Regions from separate parts of the Sparus aurata genome. Here region 2 is linked to region 1. Evidence: chromatin contacts called from public Hi-C data. All regions are on one chromosome and are shown on one strand. The core of a region is the stretch at or near the end of the contact, and the rest is flanking DNA. Distances in the headings are between cores, read along the strand shown. Region 1 holds the start of ccdc134 (coiled-coil domain containing 134). Region 2 holds the start of polr2f (RNA polymerase II, I and III subunit F).

Region 1 (2,551 bases), core at 15-2,514:
CATGGACTCTGTAACAATTCTGTAATTCAAGCAAAGAAAGGCTACTGTTAAATTAAAATACTGGTTGTTTTTCTGGAATCCCTGTGAGTTCCAGTTGTTGTGAACAAAAGCGTGAAGGACACATTTGATGATATAAAAGCAGAAATCACTATGTTTCATGTATATGAAAGTATTTGACCTGGAAAGAACAGCAGTTATGTTTATCCCCAAACCTCAGCATCAGCACCTTCCCAAAGGTGTCAGTTAGAATGGGTTTGACAGTGACTTTGAGGTGGTCAGGGGAGGCAGCTGTTACGTATAAGCTTGGGCGATGTTAGCATTGGTGGCAAAAATGTGCAGAAAATCTGTGATCTTTTTTTTTTTTGTTGCATTTTTTCCCCTAAATAGTTCTTGCATAGTTTGGAGCTGTGCTTTGTTGCATACAGTGGTGATAGCCTTCTTTCTCAAAATATGTTTAACCCTGTACAAATCTGGGGCGCCGTTTAGCTCAGTTGGTAGAGCGGGTGTCCCATGTGCAGAGGCTTTGTCCTTGCTGCAGTGGACCCGGGTTCGACTCCCGGCCTGGGTCCCTTTGCTACGTGTCACTCCCCCTCTCTCTCACCCTGTTTCCTGTCACCTCTTCAACTGTACTATCAATAAAGCCATGAAAGGCCAAAAAAAAACTTTAAAAAAAAAACCCTGTACAAATCTCCCACTTTACCAGCACCAAAGCAACTCCAGGCCATCACATTGCCGCCACTTTGAGACTATAATCAAACCCACCCATACTACCCCAAGGATGGCCGATTTTATTGCTTTCTTGAATAGCATTACAGTTTTACATAATATATTACACAAAGGTTTTCTAATGATCAATTAGCCTTTCAACACGATTAACTTGGATTAGCTAACAGTGTGCCATTGGATCCTCTGCACACCTATGTATATTCCACCACAAATCAGGCAGTGTAACCCTAGGCCAGTTAAAGCTGTCATCAGAACATGAACAATGTAGGCTATACATTGGTATTGTATTTGTGGTCGATTTAATGTCACTCTAATTGTGAAAACAAACGCCTTTGTTTTCAGATAGATAGATAGATAGATAGATAGATAGATAGATAGAATTGTTTGCTTGTATGTGTGTTTGTTTTAATGTGGCTAGCAAAATGTCAGCACTGAAGCATCATTATCTCAGAGAAAGCACATGAAGGAAACGGAACGCAGCCCGTGCTCTGGTGGTGTGTCTCTTTAAGCCCTCCGTGCGGAAACAACATCCTCCTCCTCCGTGTTTGAGCGCCCGCTGGCTGTCATTTGTCCAAGACGAGCCAGCCGGTGCGATCGTGGCGCTGGCAGAGTGGAGGAGCGAGAGCCGCATGTAAATGAACACCTCCACCTTCGCGTTGCTGTTACCTGAGGATCGATCGGGACAAACTGACTGTCCCGTCACCCCCTCATCACCGAGCTGACCTCAGACGTCTTGTGTGGAGATAAAGAGGTTAAACTGGACTACTTTGGAGCAAAAGCTGTCGGATAATCGCTGCCGTGTGGCGCCGCCGTTTCTCGATACAACACGGTGAGTGATACGCGAGTTTCGTGGCTCCAGTGTCCAGCGCTTTATCGTCTTGATCTCCGGTGCTGGACGCCGGTTGACGGATCCGGCGGCGGGGCATATACAGCTGAGATGACAAGCGGAATCGATTTGTCGAGGAGCGACTTCAAATACTTGGTTAATTCCAAAAAGCACACCCCTGAGGAGACCTTATATGAATAAATGGGATGTAACAATGCGGAGTTGTTCTATATCACCAGTAGATGAGGTCTTACATCACAGTTTTATAGTTAACGCTTAATTATGGGCTGAAAATTGAGCAAATTGACTCATTATTGGCTGTAGACAGTCTCGCGGCTGAAGGGGACGCGGGTCAGGTAGAGTACATGCAATCAATTAGGCAATGTGTAATTTATGGTCCACATGACAATCTGACAATCTTTATCCAGACTGCCATCATCATCATCACCATTACGCATGTCCGTGGCCATGCCTCTGCATGAATGATAACCAAAGGAGAGCCTGGAAGATACAAGCAAAGCGAGAGAGGATGTGTCAGTCCTTGAACCTCAAACCTCCCACAGCAGGCTGCCAGCCTGAGGGGAATCTAGATCCAGTCCTGCTGCACATCCAGCTATCTGATAAGCATCTTGTGTGCTCCATCCTCTGAGGAGTCACTAACACCTCAAGGGCCAGTTTTACCTCTTGAAATGAATGTCACAGAGTTGGTTAGTTTACAGCGTGGACTGCTTCCCACCGTTGATTAAAGATATTTTTTTCTTGCTCTTTTCCACCGGGATTAAAGAAATTGCAGGTTGCTGGTGCGTGGAAGAATATCAAAACCATGTTTTTATACCACAGGGAATTCCAATGCAGAGTGGAGCTATCTTCAGGGGTCTAATATGATAAGATGTGGCAGCCTACTTATCTGACAAACCTGGAACCTGGATCTCTCACACAAGAAATCATACTTCAGCCTCTCTGCCATGGCAGATTGTTGTTGGCAGAGAGGAATAATCT
Region 2 (2,551 bases), core at 32-2,531, 130 kb before region 1:
AACGTTTTTCACAACAAGTAACTGTGACATCTCTCCTCAGAGTTACAGAAAGAAGAACTGAAGGAGCTCAAGAAGTCAAAAGGAAAGTTCAAGCCCACCAAAGTTTTGAAGATGCTGAATCACAGAGCAGAGAGCACCAAAGACTCCATGGACAAAAAGAGCTGAAATACTGTCATGACTGCAGAAAATCTCAAGGACAACAAACTCGCTTATCGTAATATCAGTCAGTTTCTTCATTTTGATGAAGAGCTGTTCACTAGCATAAACCAAATGATTAGATGATTAAATCTTTTTTTAAGTGCAAATAGTTCAGTCTTACCAATCCATTTTGTCTTCATGTTTACTTGCTTGCCCTGTCTCCCAACCTGTATTTATGTTTTTTAATGTTATTACATACTTGTATTAATTGAGGTATGCAATAAATATTTATTTTGCCAAGTTTTATGTCATTTCTAGAACTGTATATATAACGATTAAGCAACTCTTCTTTCAAACCGTTTTGAAAATGCTTGCTATCTGCTACAAAAAGTACATGGAAATTCACAACAAATTTGTAGTAATAAGCAAAACAAAAGTGCCATGAGATATGTAATTAATATGAACATTCCCAGGGCATAGAAGTCATTTCCATTATCAATTTCATTGTCTTTGCTCTAATATTATGGTTGTATCCCTACAAACACTGGAAAGTAGAACTTTGGGATCCTCAAAGAGCAGAGCACTTTATTCTGGCTAAAATCTTACAGTGTGCAATTGCTATCCATGATTCGTGCATCCTGAGTCTACTCTTGTTTTCAGAAAGATGGCAGCATTTTTAAAAAGACAATTAATTTAGGGTAAAAAAAAGTTGTGGGATAGTCTATACTTCAGGGATTACTGGTGAGTTTCTGCCATCACAAGTCTAATCGTTTAGATTTAATCACTTGTAAATTTAAAGCATTAAATGCATTAGCTATATTTTTTTTTAAAAAAAGGATGGCTTTTTAAATTCTAAACAATAACAAGGTTATGGAGAGTTACCTTCAACCATTCAGTACATTTAACAACTGTAAGCAAGTGTGTCACTATTTGGATTAAGCCGCATTAAGTGCGTAGGAAGGTGGACCAAGACGCTATCCACCAGTTGACTGGACAATGAAACTGACAAATTTGGCCTGACAATGTCTATTATCTTATTTATTGTTATTATATCAAATACGAACCCAATAGTTTGTTTTTTTCTACACCTTGCACCATAGCCTTGCACAGTACAAGCGGAACGAAAGACAAGCGTTCCTCTTGAGCATCCGGAATATTTTCCTGCGCACGAAGCCACCGGAAGTTGAAAGCTCTTGCCGTTCATGTGGGTTCATGTTGACAACAAAAAGTGTCTCTGAAAAATCGTACGAATAAGGATTCACATTACGAGCTTCGGAGTGAAACATGTCCGACAACGAAGATAAGTAAGTAACGACGCTTATGTTGTGTAACATATCATATTAAGCGGCCTATTTACTGTAACGTCAACTCAACACAACGTGGGCTAACGTTGACGTTACAGCTAACTAACATTTAGCGGGTTAGCCAGCAGAACTGTCCAATATACACCTGAATGTGTTTTCTTTGTGCTAACTGTTATCATATCAAATGTGTAGCTTCGACGATGGAGACTTTGATGACGCCGAAGAAGATGAGGGATTAGATGACCTGGAAAACGTAGAAGATGTAAGTTCACCAATTCCATATTAGATAAGTGGCTGGTGTAAGACCTACATTTAGCTTGTGTGTAACTTACTATGGCATTTGTTTTTTGCTTCGGACAACGCTTCTATAAGATTAAGCAATTTGTCCCGCCTTAGATGAGTCCAAACCTGTTTGCTCTGCTCTTGTGATCAGGAGGACCAGGAGAACGTGCAGATCCTGCCTGCAGGAGAGGGGCAGCAGGCCAACCAGAAGAGGATCACAACACCCTACATGACCAAATATGAGAGGGCCAGAGTGCTTGGGACACGAGCTCTACAGATAGCGTGAGTGTTTTCATGTGTTTGTGAACCAAGACACTTGTCTTGGTGGTGTGATCACAACGTCCTGTGTTCAGATCTGGCTTCTGACCATTTGACTCCTGTCTAGTCACTTGCTTACACTCTTTGCTGGTGTGTTTATTGTATTACAGTAATGTGTGATGGACGTGGAAGAACTGTGTGTGAGACTAATTTTTTTTAATTTCTTTTGCTTTTATTTGTTTGTTAATGTTTTGCCTACAATCGTGGGTACTAGTCTGACTAATAACTGCAAGTAAAGGATTTACTGATAAGGATAAGTAAGGATTTCTTGTTGCTCCCATCTGTTTGGTCTTATATTAATTTACTATTATTATCAACAGTTACTGTCAAAAATGCCTGATGTGTTTTTTTTTTCTGAAAGCACACATAAGTATCATAGTAAATAGACGACTATTAATACCTCCGAGCACATTATTCGTCTGAGTGGCACTAGTCAGTACGTTTAATATTATGAGTACCATAGGCCAAGCCAATTTGTTGTCAACTATTAAATGAATAGCCAACTATTA

The links. A called contact is a pair of places that touch in the nucleus more often than the background predicts.
Region 2: a contact with region 1 is called in a Hi-C map of an unstated tissue, with 7 times the contacts expected there. The contact joins the promoter of polr2f here to the promoter of ccdc134 in region 1. A contact is called at or near these places in 2 of 2 Hi-C or Micro-C datasets (skeletal muscle and an unstated tissue).

Annotation. Positions count from the first base shown.
Region 1 is chr23:8,330,206-8,332,756 of fSpaAur1.1, reverse strand. ccdc134 (coiled-coil domain containing 134) reads left to right here and starts at 1,264. Exons shown (of 7, transcript XM_030408999.1): 1 at 1,264-1,555. mei1 (meiotic double-stranded break formation protein 1) reads left to right here. Exons shown (of 33, transcript XM_030406716.1): 33 at 1-153.
Region 2 is chr23:8,462,561-8,465,111 of fSpaAur1.1, reverse strand. It overlaps polr2f (RNA polymerase II, I and III subunit F), which reads left to right and starts at 1,281. Exons shown (of 5, transcript XM_030406424.1): 1 at 1,281-1,442; 2 at 1,635-1,704; 3 at 1,876-2,006. The coding sequence starts at 1,423. It overlaps LOC115574809 (MICAL-like protein 1), which reads left to right. Exons shown (of 15, transcript XM_030406427.1): 15 at 41-438. The coding sequence ends at 165.